Linked DNA regions of Rattus norvegicus: regions 1, 2 and 4 are each linked to region 3. Evidence: chromatin contacts called from public Hi-C data. All regions are on one chromosome and are shown on one strand. Each heading gives the region's core, a stretch centred on a gene start, on an enhancer-like site or on the middle of the called end of the contact. The rest is flanking DNA. Distances are from core to core; before and after follow the strand shown. Region 1 has its middle 25 kb from the start of Tmx1. Region 2 has its middle 180 kb from the start of Tmx1. Region 3 has its middle 13 kb from the start of Trnaa-agc24. Region 4 has its middle 140 kb from the start of Tmx1.

Region 1 (4,356 bases), core at 142-2,641, 440 kb after region 3:
GCTCCAAAAAGAAAAAAAAAAAAAAAGGGAAAAACCTCGTGAATGTGTGTATTTGATGTACAACCATGCATTGCCAAGCTCTGTCTTCTGTGAGCGTCTCTGTGTTACTGATTCTTGTATCAGTGTGGGCAGAACATCCGAGGAGAAACTCCGAGGAGAAACTCCGAGGAGCACTGCTTGTTTTAGCTCACAGTCTTTGAGACCTCAGTCTCACTGTAGAATGGCCCCACGAGCTTGGGAGAATATCACAGTGGAGGGAGCAGACCAAGAGCTCACATCACAGTTGCCAAGAAACAGAGGGACAGAAAGGAAACAGCGACTACATTCTCTCAGGACCCACATATAGGGGTCTACTTACTCCAGCCAACCCCCTCCCCCCTCAACATTTCCAAACCTCTGGAAATAGTGCCACTATCTGGTAAGCAAGCATTCAAAACACAAGACTATGGGGGTCATTCTAGGTCCCAACCACAAGAGCCTAGAAGCAATGAACACAACTCTAAAGGTTTACGTTCTAAATACTGCCCTCAGGATGGGCATGGTAGTTAGCATACTTTTAATCCCAGCACTTGGGAGGCAAAAGCAGACAGATCACAGTTCTAGGCTAGTCTGGTCCACACAGTGAGTTCTCAGATAGCCAGGGTTATGTAGGATCAAGCCAAAACAAACAAAAAACATTCCCTAAGAAACAGAACAGAAGGGGGTTGGGGATTTAGCTCAGTGGTAGAGCGCTTGCCTAGCAAGCACAAGGCCCTGGGTTTGGTCCCCAGCTCCGAAAAGAAAAAAAAAAAAAAAAAAAAAAAAAAAAAAAAAAAAAAAAAAACTAAAGAAACAGAACAGAAGCTCATTGGAAAAAGGACTGCTTCCAGGCCTAGAACATGATACCAGAGAGGGAATGTTCAAAGGACATAGGAGCTAACTCAGGGTCACTCCCAATGGCAAGGGCCAAAATCTGGGTACAGCAGATTTTGCCTGTGAGCCCAAATAAATCAGTATGTTAACTAGTGCACAAGGAAGAGATAATAGATCACTATCAAGCAAATCTGTTGAGTAACTGTTACAATAACTAGCAATGGATGATAAAAATGTGGGCCAAAATATTCTGGGAAACACAGTATTTAAGGCACCCACTGGTTACATAGGGAAACACAGCCACCCTGGAGTACAGAGGTCTGATACAACCATCTCAAAGAGGTCAAGCGAAGCATCACCCTGTGCTAAGACATTCTTAAAGCAGGTATTCCCACACATGGCACCCAGGAAAAAGGCACGAGCTGACGTCTTTGGTAAACTTGCAAAAAAAAAAAAGTCCAATCTCATTCTAATCATGAGAAAATGACTCACTAACCTTGGCAGAGGGAGAGTCTGAAGCAACAGTGAGTGACTTTCAAATGCGTTAATGTCATGAATCACACAGAAAGACTGGCCGGTTTAGAGTGCCAACTAAGTGCCTTGCAGAATCTTAGTACTTTACTGGAAAACCTGTTAAAAACCCCAATAAGATTTAATTGTGGATTAATAGTATGGTGTCAATGGTAACCTCCTTATCTTTTTGTTGAATACAAACTAATGCGAGGGAAAGTTGATTAAGCACATAGGGGACTCTTTGTATTCTTTTTAATAAGTCTATTTTGTGAACCTACACATATCAAGATAACTGGAACCTCGGGGTTGAACATTTCCTAGTACTTCCTTTCTTTAGGGTATGATCAGGTGAAATACCTTTTTATTATTCCTTGATTGAAACCTCCAGACAGTGACATGTAAATCATGTCGGAAGAGTGCTGAAAGCCATCTCCAGTCAGTAGAATAATTATCTTGTTTAAAGTATCAGAAAATAAAGCCTAGCCCACTCGTCACTTTGCCAGATCTGAAAAGATGGGGAAGATAACCTGTGGTTTCTTTCTTCACAGATATAACTTCTAAAGCAGTTAGTAGTCACCGGAGGCATACTGTGAGCTCAGAATTCATCCGACTCTCATTAACCTTGCTGCACTTTGTGGGACATCTGTTACCCACCACAAAGACTGCCTATAAATCGGTCTCACTTCTTGTAATTAATGCCTGAAATGGCCAAGCCCAGCCAACAGGAGGCAGAAGACAACATCTTTCCAGCTTTGTTTCCCAGGCAAACAGTTCTGAGAAAATCTGAAAGACTATCCCATCGATAACTGGGTAGCAGTCAGTCACACAAAAACAGCTCAGCAGTAGATCCCAGATTTCCCCCGGCCCCGTTCGGCCCCTCTGGTCTCTCAGTCTAGCTTAATGGGATCTCTTCCAAACGATCTGCTTGCTCACTCCTCACTCACGGTTGTCTCAGCGACTGTGGAGAGGGATCATGGAGGCTCAAGAAAAGAACGTGATACAAGCTATCCCTTAAAGCCAAGTTACAGATACGAATAAAAAAAATCCAGTCAGTGGGAGTATTCACAAAATCCACAAAATATCCATTACTCTGTCAGACTGAATCTGACAATTCTACTCCATTATGAAACTATTCCAGATTCCAATGAAGGACTGAGAGCACAGGCCAAGAGGGCTTATGGTCATGGAGAGAAAACTCAGGAAGTTAATCAAGTTGAACTTTACTGTCTGTCTGTCTGTCTGCCTGTCTGTCCATCCATTCATCCATCTATCTATTTATTTATTTGCCACACAGACAGATACCTTCAGCACTGCTCCCAGTTTTCTTGTGCTCCTAAAGAAGCCTGTCCCTGGGTATCAACAATGATGAAAAAACACATTTAAATCTAGTTTGAAAACAGTATTTATGCTGCGTTTTCTCCCCAGAGAGATTGCCTGTGTAAAATAGTAGAGACTGTGTGTGTTTGTTTGTTAAGTGGAGCCCAAGAGAAGCTCACAGTAAAAGTCATCTCCATTTGCCGTAAACTCAACCTTACTGCTGCTGCTTGATTTGAACAGCCCAGCTGCCTTGCTGCACACAACCACGGTGCTCTGTGTTTACACATGAAGCTTTGCTTCTTCTCATTGCAGCATTTTTCTTCCTCTCCTGTGGTGTTGGCCAAGTGCTGGGCAAACTCTAGCACTGAGCTCTAACTCCAAGTGCCCAGGGCTTCCTATCCTTCCAGCACTGTCTGCTTGTCGGTGAGGGTCCCTGCAGAAAAACGAAACAGGAACTGTGGAGCCAAAGTTCGCTTAGTCGGTGCCCAAGTTCCTTGCTGCCTTGAAAAAGAATACATAAATAGCAGTTGGGGATAGCCACAAAGTACAGCACAGTAAGTGTGGTCTTCAAGGGACCAGGCAAAGTTTTGAGGGTCCTTGAGCCAGAGGGCTCCCGCTATGCTGAATGACACTTCCTAAGTATAATACACACACATACACTAACACACACACACATTCATAAAAACACATATATACACACATACAGAGACAGACAGACACTAAGAGAAAACAGAGAGACAGACAGTGAGACAGAGAGACAGAGTCAGAGACAGAGACAGAGAGACAGAGAGACAGAGAATTTTACCGTAAAGTGGAACAGACTCCAGAGTTAAAACACCCGAGGATGACATACCCAGACCCATTAAGCGTGCTCCCTCAGCATATCGAATCCCAGTGCACATCACTTCCATCTACTGTTTTCAGTTTCCTTTTTATTTTCCTTTTTTTTTCCAGAGCTGAGGACCAAACCCAGGGCCAAGTGCTCTACCACTCTACTCCAACCCCTCTGTTTTCAGTTTCTTAAAGAGTGGGATGACCTCTTTAAGGAAAAATAGTGTTTCTGAAACATTCTCCTAAATAGCAAACTCTAAGATCCAGGTACCTACTTTGTGCATTGGACAATAAACCCAGCCAGAAGCACCTGTCTTAGGGTTGCTATTGCTATGATTTAAAACCATGACCAAAAGCAAACTGGGGAGGAAAGGGTTTATCTGTTTACACTTCCATATCACTGTTCATCCCTGGAGGAGCGACAGGACAGGAACTCAAACAGGAGGACCCTGGGGTCAGGAGTTGATGCAGAGGCCATGGAGGGGTGCTGCTTACTGGCTTGCTCCCCATGGCTTGCTCAGCTTGTTTTCTTATAGAACCCAGGACCACCAGCCCAGGGATGGCATCACCCACAATGAGCTGGGCCCTCTTCCTCCACCAATTACTAAGAAAATGTCCTGCAGCAGGGTCTGATAAAGCCATTTTCTCAATTAAGACTCAATAATGATTCTAGTTTATGTCAAGCTGGCATAAAAGTATAGCACAGGACCCTAGGACCAAGAAAGGATGGGTGCTAGAAAATGCATGACCAAAAATATACATATGTAAAACTCCACACAAATTATGGGGATTCAGGCTATACTAAGAGCCAGATCTTAGTTCAAAACCCTGCTCTGATGTTCT
Region 2 (4,397 bases), core at 1,742-4,241, 290 kb after region 3:
AGTCCCCATCTCCCACACTGGGAGAAGTCATTCAATTCAACACTCAACAAAGGTCAAAGGTCAAAGCCAAACGACCTCGTGTACCAGACTGTTGTTAATTCCTCTGCTTCGCTGTTTGCAAAAGGGACGTGGGGTCTCCTTGAGGTTTGCTTGAGTGAGTCACATTGAAAACTCTTCATGGGGAGGAAAATCAATCTCGTGACTTGTAAGCACTGTTCAGGGACCCTCATATTAGGCATCATCTATGGGAAAGTGGTCAGGCCAGAAGGTGAGCTGGACTGGGTCCACCCAGCCGCCTCCTCCAGTCAGCGTCTCTTCTCAGTAATAGATCAGTAAGAACTGGGTGGATCTGAACAATGACAACAGGATCCTCTTTCTCTCTCTCTCTCTCTCTCTCTCTCTCTCTCTATATATATATATATATATATATATATATATATATATATATATGTATATATATATCTGTCTGTATCTGTATCTGTGTCTGTGTCTGTGTCTGTGTCTGTGTCTGTGTCTGTGTCTGTCTGTGTCTGTGTCTGTGTCTGTGTCTGTGTCTGTGTCTGTGTCTGTACCTGTGTCTGTGTCTGTGTCTGTGTCTGTCTGTGTCTGTGTCTGTGTCTGTGTCTGTGTCTGTGTCTGTGTCTGTACCTGTGTCTGTGTCTGTGTCTGTGTCTGTGTCTGTGTCTGTGTCTGTGTCTGTGTCTGTGTCTGTGTCTGTGTCTGTACCTGTGTCTGTGTCTGTGTCTGTGTCTGTGTCTGTACCTGTGTCTGTGTCTGTGTCTGTGTCTGTGTCTGTCTGTGTCTGTGTCTGTGTCTGTGTCTGTGTCTGTGTCTGTGTCTGTGTCTGTACCTGTGTCTGTGTCTGTGTCTGTGTCTGTGTCTGTGTCTGTGTCTGTACCTGTGTCTGTGTCTGTGTCTGTGTCTGTGTCTGTGTCTGTACCTGTGTCTGTGTCTGTGTCTGTGTCTGTGTCTGTCTGTGTCTGTGTCTGTGTCTGTGTCTGTCTGTGTCTGTGTCTGTGTCTGTGTCTGTACCTGTGTCTGTGTCTGTGTCTGTGTCTGTGTCTGTGTCTGTACCTGTGTCTGTGTCTGTGTCTGTGTCTGTGTCTGTGTCTGTGTCTGTGTCTGTACCTGTGTCTGTGTCTGTGTCTGTGTCTGTCTGTGTCTGTGTCTGTGTCTGTGTCTGTGTCTGTGTCTGTACCTGTGTCTGTACCTGTGTCTGTGTCTGTGTCTGTACCTGTGTCTGTGTCTGTGTCTGTACCTGTGTCTGTGTCTGTGTCTGTGTCTGTGTCTGTCTGTGTCTGTGTCTGTGTCTGTGTCTGTCTGTGTCTGTGTCTGTGTCTGTGTCTGTACCTGTGTCTGTGTCTGTGTCTGTGTCTGTGTCTGTACCTGTGTCTGTGTCTGTGTCTGTGTCTGTGTCTGTGTCTGTGTCTGTGTCTGTGTCTGTACCTGTGTCTGTGTCTGTCTGTGTCTGTGTCTGTGTCTGTGTCTGTGTCTGTGTCTGTACCTGTGTCTGTGTCTGTGTCTGTGTCTGTGTCTGTGTCTGTGTCTGTGTCTGTACCTGTGTCTGTGTCTGTGTCTGTGTCTGTACCTGTGTCTGTGTCTGTACCTGTGTCTGTGTCTGTGTCTGTGTCTGTGTCTGTGTCTGTCTGTGTCTGTGTCTGTGTCTGTGTCTGTACCTGTGTCTGTGTCTGTGTCTGTGTCTGTGTCTGTGTCTGTACCTGTGTCTGTGTCTGTGTCTGTGTCTGTGTCTGTCTGTGTCTGTGTCTGTGTCTGTGTCTGTCTGTGTCTGTGTCTGTGTCTGTGTCTGTGTCTGTGTCTGTGTCTGTACCTGTGTCTGTGTCTGTGTCTGTACCTGTGTCTGTGTCTGTGTCTGTGTCTGTGTCTGTACCTGTGTCTGTGTCTGTGTCTGTACCTGTGTCTGTGTCTGTGTCTGTGTCTGTACCTGTGTCTGTGTCTGTGTCTGTGTCTGTACCTGTGTCTGTGTCTGTGTCTGTGTCTGTGTCTGTGTCTGTGTCTGTGTCTGTGTCTGTGTCTGTGTCTGTGTCTGTCTGTGTCTGTGTCTGTACCTGTGTCTGTGTCTGTGTCTGTGTCTGTACCTGTGTCTGTGTCTGTGTCTGTGTGTGTGTCTGTGTCTGTGTCTGTGTCTGTGTCTTTGTCTGTGTCTGTGTCTGTACCTGTGTCTGTGTCTGTACCTGTGTCTGTGTCTGTGTCTGTACCTGTGTCTGTGTCTGTGTCTGTACCTGTGTCTGTGTCTGTGTCTGTGTCTGTGTCTGTGTCTGTGTCTGTGTCTGTACCTGTGTCTGTGTCTGTGTCTGTGTCTGTGTCTGTGTCTGTGTCTGTCTGTGTCTGTGTCTGTGTCTGTGTCTGTCTGTGTCTGTGTCTGTGTCTGTGTCTGTGTCTGTCTGTGTCTGTGTCTGTGTCTGTGTCTGTGTCTGTACCTGTGTCTGTGTCTGTGTCTGTGTCTGTGTCTGTCTGTGTCTGTGTCTGTGTCTGTGTCTGTGTCTGTGTCCATCCTATACATCACCAGCTGTATTTCACCTAAACCCATGATGTTTTGGCTATGGATCATGAGCCATAAACTCACATTCACTTTTCCTGGAAATGTAGGTTTGAAAGAGGCACCATGTATGTAAGCACAATAAAAGACCACATCAAAAGAACTTCCAGGTATGTGGTGGTGTCTCTGACTTCAGGGGAAACAAAAGTCTTTTAAACCTACCCCATTCTATGCCAGGTGATATTATAGGAAACTTTTCCTTTTGTAGAAAGGATAAATTGAAGAATATTTTGCAGAAAAACAACTTCTGTTAGTGCCTCTGGCACCCAAGTTGCTCAACACTGAGGGAAATAAGGAGTCCTCTTTGGAAAGAGTCCCAGACAGAGTGTCCTGTTTCCTATTTGCAAACTTTAAAAAATCTCTTATCAGGGACAATGGCTTAACCATTAATAAGAAAAGCTCAGGGCCCTTCTCTAATTCTAAAATTTTCTCACTGAACTTGGCTAACCACAGGTATGATGGCTCAGTGCCCAGTGAGGCATTCTGACACACTTCTGGATTAGATGTTGAAAACAATAACATCGATTGTCAAAAAAAAAAAAGCCATTTCAAAGAATACTTTTAAAAGAGACCAGAGCCAGCATGTATATACATACCCTCCTGAACACACACACACACACACACACACACACACACACACACACACGGGTGTGCACATAGGAATACAAGCCCAATACATGGTTCTCTCAGCTCTTTGCTCTAGAGCAGCCCCTACTTCAGAGCCACACCATGGATTCTTTGTGCCCTCAGTCACAAAATCCCGAGCATTCCTTCAAGCCTTGTGGCTTGGCTCGAGCAGCTGGGAATAAAAGGTTCCTTGAACACAGAAGGCAGGGCTGCGTTCTAGCAGCTGCCACCCAAGGGTAGGAAACACTATGAAGGGCACATTTTGTGTTGCTGCTTCTTGTATTTAAGGGGAAGATTGGAGAAATGCTCTTCCTGGGTAATTCTTTGGGTTTGATTTATGGGGGGAGAGAACTGAGGACTGTCCTTTTGATGATGTCCCGGGGCACGTTAGGAGCCTGCCTTTGACTTTGAACTGCTAGGACCCTGTGAACTTCTGCACAAGGGTATGTCTTGATTTTAAAGCAAAAGGCTTGAACAAACAATTCCAAGTCATACCAAGCTGCAGTGGTCCAGCTTTCAAGGCACCGCCATGTACACTGTCAACAGCAGTGACTTAGGGCCCGAGCTATTAATGGAAACCAGAAAAAGAATACTTTGGGAAAGGTCACCAGGGACTAACTGGAGCTTCAGGAAGTGAGCAGCTATATTTACAGTCCTGGGACAGTGCAGATCTCAGCCTTCCACACAAAGAACGCTTTCTTTCTGCCTTTGGCATGTCACGAAGGCCAAGCGGGTAAATTCTGAACATCTCACAGATGGATTTGTTACTGAGCTGCAAATCCAAACTTACACATGATGAATTTCATTACTCAGTCCTCCAGAAGAGCCCATGACCCTGAACAGCCTTTGCCCTGTCCTCATGCAAGCAAGACTTTTAGAAAGTAAATGGATGGGGCCTCTCCCCCTCCCCCTTCCCCTCTCTTTCTTTCCCTCTTTCTTCCCTCCCTCCCTCCATCCCTCCCTCCCTCCCTCCCCTTACTCTTGAGCTATGTGCATTCACAGTGTGTGTATCCACCCAGGAAGTAGGGTGCCTGAGAATGTTACGCAAAGCTATAGACTCCTGAGTGTTGAGTCAGAGTCTGGCCCAAGGCAGTGATAATCAAGAGGAGATTGGTGTGTTCTGCGTTTCCTTTGAAAATATCCTTCCCCATTAGTACTTACTATTAATCATACATGCTCACCATCACAAAGTTCCACGGGTGCAAAGAAACTC
Region 3 (4,457 bases), core at 1,219-3,718:
GAGTTATCACAGAGAAAGGAGCCTCCCTTGAGGAAATGCCTCTATGAGATCCAGCTGTAAGGTATTTTCTCTATTAGTGATCAAGAAGGGAGGACCCAGCCCATTGTGGGTGGTGCCATCTCTGGGCTGGTGGTCCTGGGTTCTATAAGAGGGCAAGCTGAGCAAGCCAGGGGAAGCAAGCCAGTAAGTAACATCCCTTCATGGCCTCTGCATCAGCTCCTGCTTCCTGACCTGCTTGAGTTCCAGTCCTGACTTCCTTTGGTGATGAACAGCAACATGGAAATGTAAGCTGAATAAACCCTTTCCTCCCCAACTTGCTTCTTGGTCATGATGTTTGTGCAGGAATAGAAACCCTGACTGAGGCACAGGGGAACAAGAAATGGAGTTGAGAAAGCAGAGAAAGTTGGGATGGATACCTTCTGGAACTGTATGCTAAAGGTAGGGTGGACAGGTGGACAGAGGGCAAAGAATCTCTTCTGTTCCTGTGTTTTCATTGTGTTTTGGTTTAAAAACGAAACCTTTTGTCATGGACTGAGAGGAGGGAGTGAGTTCAGGATGTGAACTGAAGGGCTAAGATGAGGGTGAAAGGGGCATGGTCCTAAGTGGTAGGAAGAGACAAGAGACGGGGTTGCAATGAGTGAATTGTGACTGCTCGTGTGCATGTAACATCGTCCCAGAGTAGAGGAAAGAGTGTCAGGATGGGCGCAGGGGTAGAGATAACTTTTAAAGAGAGAGGGGAGGAACTGGAGAGATGATGGAATGGCTAAGAGCACTGGGTACTCTTTTGGAAGACCCCGGTTCAGTTCCCACATGGTGGTCCACAATTGTCTATCACTTCAGCTCCAGGGGATCTGACGTGTTTTTTTTGGCCTCCATGGGCACTGAAGATATATGTTTCATTCGCACACAGGCAAGCAAAACATACCCATAAAATAAAAACAAGTAAGCCTTAAAGTGAGAGAAAAGTGGACTCGAAGCAACAAAACAGAGGCACAAAGATTGGAGGTGAAGTACTTCGAGAGTTCTAGTGACCTCTAGTGATCACTAGAGGTCAGTGTGGACCACAGTGTGAACACTGAAGGAAGGCTCACTGGGACTCCTGTTGTCTTGGGCAGTCTTGATCTTCCTTGGGACTTTCTCATTTGGAAAATGAGGATTATAAAAGCACCCCTCTCAGCTGTGCAGGGCCCTTAATCCCAGTACTCGGGAGGCAGACACAGGTGGGTCTTTGAGTTTGAAGCCAGTCTGGTCTATGATCGAGTTCCAGGACAGCCAGGGCTACACGGAAAAACCCGGTCTCGAAAAACCGAAACCAGCCAACCAAACAAAAGGACTTCCTCATAGAAGTACTTCATGTGTTGAGTAATTTCTACTGTCTGAGTGCGACTGGTAGTAGTGGCAATCCAGCAGGAAATTAAAGCGCTAAACCCACCAGAGAAGTCCAAGGACAGCTTTTGAGTCTAGGACCGAAGTTGACTCCGGGGGTGGGGGTGGGGGTGGGGTCATCCACATGTCTTTCTTTACTTTGTCTTTCGAGCATCCAGCCTAGTGCTGGCCTTACTGAGGCCTTCAGCTGTGTTTTAGGTGACTGGCTAAATGAACCACACACAGTCACCATCTACCTCTCCAGACCCCTGACTGGAAACAGCTCGATGCACCGGCACTACGCTGACCTTCTCTGCCTTCACAGCCCAGGAGTCACCTTTGGTTAAAGGATGGTCACTCCTTGCGATTGATTCCAAGGCCCAGCTCTAGGAATATACAGGCTCCGTGTGCTTTGGCATGAGGTACAGCGCTGATCCACGTATGTCGCTTAGGATGTCCTTACGAGCCTCTTTCAACGACAGGATCCTTTTCATCTCACAGGTTAGGAAACCGAGCATGGTCTGGATGGGAAGTGAGCCACACGGTGACCCAGTGGGACATTAGGAGCCATCACTGAAGGAGAGACAGCTCTGTCCCTTCTTGGAAGTGCTTTGGGGTGTCCAGCCAGGCGAGCGCCTGTGAGGAAAACTGAAAAGAAGCCACAATGTGAATAGCAAGCCACCAGCATACACTTCATCCGTTGCAGCTTTGTCAACCCTGGCCACCCTCCCCTCTCAGAGGAGAAAAACAAAGACAAAGTTGATGAGATGTACCATGGAGAGACCCAACCTCTAGTCCCTCCCCTCCCCCCCCGCCCCCCACCTTCTGCTCTCTTGGATGAAACAGGAAGGTACTTCGGTGGTCAGCTAAAAGTGAACACGGGACCAAGGCTGATACAACCTCCTTAGCTAGCCCCAGTCTTGAGGCTCAGGGGGAGTGAGTTTCCAAGCCTATCTTTTATTGTCCCCTGGAACTGCTCTTGTGCATTACTCTTTGACCACCAGAGGTCAGGCTACAATCAGAACAGGCAGGGCCCAGGAAAGCCCAGCTCCGAATGAAGTCCTTCCTGCCCCACGGGGCAGTTCATCTAGACTCACCCAGTCATGACAGCGGGATTCCTTTTCTGTTTGTAACCAACGTGAGCAGATCCAAGAGAAGCGGCCTGCAATCTGATTACAGCTCCAGAAAGCCATTCCCCTTTCCCACATATAATGCTTGCGAGTCACTCATATGCCAATCAAGGAAGTGAGGGAGATGCTCTAAAAGCCAATACCTCGCCTCGCTTGCGTTCTGAAACACAGGGTGGGACCAGGAATCCATATGCCCTGCCATCTCTGCTTTTGGTTTTGTTCATCACTCCTGAACTGTTAGTGCGGTGAGCAACATGCGCTTAGGACTGTCTCCAAGCTGAGCCTCTGACTGGCGCCACACCAAAGAAGGAATCATGATCCCCTCAGGCCTGTAAACCACAGAATGCGGGGTCCCTGGAACATTTGAAGACACACCATTGCATTTGGTAGCCTTCCTATGCCAGGCCCTGCACTAATCTAGGTCCTTAGGATGTTATTGCAAATGGGGAGGAGGGCAATGGCTTCTGAACCTATTTGAACAACCTACAGCAATATTTAAAGAACAAAGAAAGCTCTGTTAATTTTTAGCATCTAATACATTCACTACTTCACCTCCCCTGATGACCTCTGTCCCTTCCTTTTCACACCATCATTCTCTGGAGATGACTGGAATGAAAAATGGCAATAACCTATAGGAGAGTCCCGCCCCTACAGATAGCCACGCCCCTACAGATAGCCCCGCCCCAACTGGGAGCCACGCCCCTCCCTGAGAGCCATACCCCCACCCTCCGAGGGCACCTGTGGTTCCTGTAGCACCAATTCATCATAGACAGTGGCGGGCAGGTCCCCAGCTTAAAAGGCAGATTTTCAACATTCATCCCAGTCTCCTGGGTGCAGAAAGTTCCCATTGCATCCGAACTTAGGGACAGAAGAAGAGAAAGAGAGAGGGCTGCCTGGATCTGTGGCTGGGGTGTGTACATCTGGTACCAGCAGGAGTCTGAGAGGAGTTGAAGGTTGGATGGGTTTCATAGTCCTTGGCAGCTCTCCTCAAGGTTCTGATTGGCTCTTACAAAAGCTCCCATGTAGCTTCAGAATCCTTTAGGTTTCTCAGCTCTTGATCTAGATGGACTAGTTCACAAACTTCTGGTGAGATCCCTTCCCTCAACTCCCCACCTTCTGTGTCCACAGCCCCTCCCTCTGAATAGAGAGTCTCAGGTTTCACTACTTTTTGTCCTTAGCCCCCAAGAGGCTTGAAGCTGAAACTGGAGGTCGAGCCAGCCCCAGTGCCAGGTGGAGCAATTGACTTGGGTCCTTTCAACAGGGCGTTGGGTTACCAGACACCCATCTGTTGGCCGTTCTCAGCGAGGAAACTCAAGCCAGATCGCTCTCAGCGGCATCGTGCCACGCTTCCCTGCCTGCCCAGAAAAGGGGAGCCGCCTCACCTTCTGGCACCTTCCTTCTAACAAATCCCATGTGGCTCCTCGAGGCTTTTCATTAATATCCCGACACCTCGCAGACAGTACGAGCTCATCGCCGGGAAGTGACTGTAGGCCTCCGGAGCCGCAGCGCGCTGGGCTATGCACGCATCCTATCTTTTCTACCCAAACACAGCAACACTTCCCGGACAGAAGCCATGTCACCACCCCGTCAAGGCCACCACTTCTCTGTGGCTTCCAGGAAAGCAAGGTCACTAAGAGCAGTTCAGTGGTTAGTGAGTGAAATGAATTTGATCTCTTTAAAAAAGAAAAAGAACGAAAGGCCCTGGATTCGGTCCCCAGCTCCGAAAAAAAGAACCAAAAAAAAAAAAAAAAAAAAAAAAAAGAAAAAGAAAAAGAAAAAGAATTACGCAGTGTATCCAAGTGGTACATTTGCATAATTTAAAAGTCAAAGACACTACTAGGCGCCATCTCCACACAGCAATGATTTCAACCCACAGAGCAGTTTCAGAGAAGGATTTACATCCATATTTCTCAAAGGCATTTTGCTTTTTTTTTTTTTTAACGTGTCTGCACTCACTTTAGG
Region 4 (3,946 bases), core at 841-3,340, 330 kb after region 3:
CACACACACCACACACACCACACACACATACACACAGCACACATACCACAATACCACACACAGCACACACTACACACACACACATACACAGAGCACACATACCACACACACCACACATACCACACATATCACCCACACCACACACACCACACATACCACACATAGCATACATACCACATACATACACATACACATACACACACAGCACACATACACACACAGCACACATACCACACACACACACTGTAAAAACAGTAAAAAAAAAAAGATCAAATTTGGTCTTCACGTAAGAGCTTACATAAACATTAGTTCTGGTGAATTAAACGCTGAAGGGGAAAACTAACAGTGAAATTTTAATAAATAAATAAATAAATAAATAAATAAATAAATAAGGGATAATATCTTTATAACTGTTAGAAAATCACTTTCGAGTAAGAAGTAAAAGCCAAAACCACAAAGAAAGTATAGTAAACACCAGCTCCATTAAAATGTAGTGCTTCTTGGACTGGAACAATTGATGGCCTAGCAGTTAAGAGAACTTACTCTTACAGAGACCTGGGTTCAGTTCCCAGCGCTCACATGGTGGCTCACAACTGTCTGTGACTCCAGTTCCAGGGTATTCAATGCCCCCTGCAGGTCTGCACAGGTACTGCATGCACATGGTCTACATACATGCAGACTCAACACCTAAAGAGTCTCAAAAGAAGAAGATGCACCCAATCCTACTGCAACGTAGTATGCCACGGCAGGTGGATATCCATGGGAGGTCTCTTTTCTGAGGAGGGAGTGAGGGGGCCAAGGGGAGGGGAGGAAAGGGAATGACTGGGAGGAGAGGGAAGGGAAGCAAACATCAACTGTGAAGTAAATAAAGAAATTAATTAATAATAAAAGAATAAATCATTCTAAAAATTAAGTACCTGTGAACCAAGTGGGCACAGTCAGAATCCTAGGACTCAGACAGGTAAGGCAGGAAGATGTCACGACTGTGGCTAAATAGCAAGGCTCTGCCTCAAAGGGGAAAAGGAATAAGTGCTAAAAATGAATCCAGCACACTAAAGGAGGAGTAGATTGTGATTGACACTGAAATCAGGGCAGCAGTGTTCTCTGAGAAGGAAGACCCTGGGACCTGATACATATGAAAAATAACTCCCTCAACCAGGCCTCTGAGCCTTCGTTTCCCTTCCATGTGTTTTATTTATTATGTTACTTTGACTTTGAAAATGTTTTCACTTATCATGAACTCCCCCCCACCCCAAACTCCCAAATGAATTTCTTCTGTGTACACATTCAGGAGAGACATGGGAAAGGCTCCAGAGTCTTTCCTGTCCTCTCTCCATGGGTAGGAAGAAAGGTTGCCTGGCCAGCGCTTTTATGACCACCACCTGCTCTTCTGTAAGGTTTGGACATTTTTAGAAAACAAAAGTATGATGTCAGTACACCCTGCTGACATTAAGAGCTACCCCTTTCAAATCATAACATCCCATTTCCCCCCAGTGTTTTAAGTGAGCAGGACTTAACCACACAGACATTTGCCAAGATTTTAGAAGATGCCCTCCAAAGTCATACTGTACCATCTTGGCTGAGTTTACCCACCCAGACCTCACTTTATGGCCTAGGAACTTTCTTAGTGACTCTGACTCCTTCATTTTGTCCCAGTCTGGTGTCTTGGTCCAGCTGTCCAGATGTGTGGCCTGAGAGAAGCATTTTCTGCACTCTCTCCAATGCCTTTCTCCCCATAGCCACATCAAGTCCCCAACAGGTGCCAAATGGCATAAACCAGCTCCTTGGCACACCCTCCTCACCCCAAATGTGTGGGAAGAAGGCGGAGGGACCCAGTCACATGGCTACACCGTGGTTCACATTACTTTAAGCTCCATGGCCGAGTGTGCCTCATTGACACCCTGTCAACCTTAGCACATTGGACTCCCACCCTGGGAAGTTCCAAATGATGGAAAAAACTCTTTGGAGAATTGATGACTGTTTTGCTCTTGGCTGGAACTTGGGGTAGAATGGGCATTCCAGAGAGCTGGTCCAAGACACCACCTGATCCGAGCCTTTCCCTCCCAGAGTTCAGAATGTTCCTCACTGAGGGACCTCACATTTCACACACTGAAGCTCGAGGATCTTGTTGCTACAACACAACCTCACAAACCATGGCAACTGTACAGGTCAAACCCAAAGTTGGACTACGAACACGGCATAAGAGTCAAGCTGCCTTAATCTTGCATTTTTGGCTCATTTTTCCTAGCCACATCCTAAAACCAAATGGATTGAATTACTGGATGAAAAATAAATTCTGTCCGTGGGAACCGTTGCTATTGTTGAAGAAAACAAAAAGGGAGGTGTTTTCCAACCATGCCTAAAAGGGAGTAAAATCACTGTTTATGGGGGGGGCACTTAAATTCTTACCACATGCAGGAAAATGGAGCTGGTTGTTTAATTAGATTGCCTAGTCAAAGCCCTCTTGTTACTTTAAATTGTGTTTGAAAATATCAACTTCAGGGAAATCTTTCTGAAGAGCAATTTGAAAATGTGTATGAAGGTGTTTTAAAATGTATATAATTTTAGCTTGTCATTCCAAGTCTGGGAATAATTATGACGGTGCCCAGTGGGTATTTACCTGCATGGGTATTGAATACTACGTTACGTTAACACTGACATAGAGGTGGGGGGCTCAGATGTCCAACGTGGGAAATTGGTATAAATTGTTACCGTATAGGAAGCTCTTTAGAGCTTAGGTAGCCCCCTGGATGTGTCAACGGCCTTCTGATTAACTGACTCTGCATCTTTATAAGCACTTGTCTAACAGCACCGTGAAGGGTACTCAGCGTCCAGGTTCTCGGTGTGAACCACACACTCCCACGAGCTAAGCTTCACGCTCACCAAGAATTGGCTGTGTTTGTTCCCAAACCTGATTGTACTGTGCAGTTTTTACTGTAATTACAGAATTTAGTAAAGCAACGTGTACACCAATGAAATAACATGGAGATTTTAATTCCCCTATAAATAGATTGCAAGTTTTAGGAAGACCAGATAAGTTGAAATGGAAAGAAAAATTAAAATACAACTTGCTAAAGTATATGATCAATAGTGGGTACCAGTAAAATATCATACACCTCAGTACTACTAAAGCGATTATTAATAACTGGGAAACTTCATTCTCCCAAGCCATTTTCCAAAACAGTCAAGGGAGAGGCTTGAGGTATGAGAGCCTATTTGAGGCTTAAAAAGGCCAGACAGGAGGTCCCAGGCCTTCTGAGATCATGCCTGAGGCCTTGTCAAGGTTGGGTAAGAGGACTGACCAATGCTATGAGTTCTTATATCCTAGTGATAGTCTCTTCCCCTTTCAAAGAAAAGACACATCATCCTGTAACCATGTCTGGGGCCACAGTAGTGACCTGAATTGAACTTAACTGAGTCAACACTCAGACCTCCCTGAGGACACAATAGGACATGACAACTGAACTTAGCATTTTTCTTGCAAGTTGCCTTTGGGGAATCTCTCGGAATGACCTCTTACAATGCTGACCCTTGAACCTCCATCCAAGGCTCCTGGGTTAACTGTGGAATAGCGGTTCAGGACTCTGAGGCACCTCAGGGGGTACTGGCCTACACGAATGTCTGAAACCCACTCTTCAGCCATTAGTAAGTGCTTTCCCTTCTCTGGTTAATAGCCCGGGTTAAACCTCACCGAGCTAAGCTATGATTTTATAGACTTTAGTAGACTTTGTAACAGTAAGCATGTGATCTGGCCACTCTGGACTTCTGTCTCTTTGTTGGTACCCTAAAGAAATGATACTCTCTCAAATTCTTTCCAGCACCAAATGTTTCCAGGTCTATCTTATGAGAGATGCTTTTTCATTATAACTGTGCCTAAGGTCCTACCAGTCTTAGTGTGGTTTTTAAATAACTGTGAGATGTTTGCGAAGAGGCACGCAGTTGTGTA

What was found. Hi-C and Micro-C count contacts between places; a contact is called where the count stands out from the background.
Region 1: a contact with region 3 is called in a Hi-C map of the A7r5 cell line, with 5 times the contacts expected there. The contact joins two enhancer-like sites. A contact is called at or near these places in 11 of 12 Hi-C or Micro-C datasets (the A7r5 cell line, the Rat2 cell line, Schwann cells and 6 more) and 1 of 1 datasets of contacts at active chromatin or transcription factors (oligodendrocytes).
Region 2: a Hi-C map of Schwann cells shows a contact between it and region 3, with 6 times the contacts expected there. The contact joins two enhancer-like sites. A contact is called at or near these places in 5 of 12 Hi-C or Micro-C datasets (the A7r5 cell line, the Rat2 cell line, Schwann cells and 2 more).
Region 4: a contact with region 3 is called in a Hi-C map of psoas muscle, with 6 times the contacts expected there. The contact joins two enhancer-like sites. A contact is called at or near these places in 2 of 12 Hi-C or Micro-C datasets (mammary epithelial cells and psoas muscle).

The regions. Positions count from the first base shown.
Region 1 is chr6:94,719,171-94,723,526 of GRCr8, reverse strand. No RefSeq gene overlaps it. Among named protein-coding and RNA genes, the nearest start is that of Tmx1, 25 kb to the right of the region's middle. Within about 2 kb of position 1,391, at least 9 of the 93 cell types and tissues checked have an H3K27ac peak or open chromatin away from gene starts, as enhancers often do. A contact at or near this core is called in the A7r5 cell line and Schwann cells, where this site is marked.
Region 2 is chr6:94,870,390-94,874,786 of GRCr8, reverse strand. No RefSeq gene overlaps it. Among named protein-coding and RNA genes, the nearest start is that of Tmx1, 180 kb to the right of the region's middle. Within about 2 kb of position 2,991, at least 48 of the 93 cell types and tissues checked have an H3K27ac peak or open chromatin away from gene starts, as enhancers often do. A contact at or near this core is called in the A7r5 cell line and Schwann cells, where this site is marked.
Region 3 is chr6:95,161,707-95,166,163 of GRCr8, reverse strand. No RefSeq gene overlaps it. Among named protein-coding and RNA genes, the nearest start is that of Trnaa-agc24, 13 kb to the left of the region's middle. Within about 2 kb of position 2,468, at least 16 of the 93 cell types and tissues checked have an H3K27ac peak or open chromatin away from gene starts, as enhancers often do. A contact at or near this core is called in the A7r5 cell line and Schwann cells, where this site is marked.
Region 4 is chr6:94,835,020-94,838,965 of GRCr8, reverse strand. No RefSeq gene overlaps it. Among named protein-coding and RNA genes, the nearest start is that of Tmx1, 140 kb to the right of the region's middle. Within about 2 kb of position 2,090, at least 8 of the 93 cell types and tissues checked have an H3K27ac peak or open chromatin away from gene starts, as enhancers often do.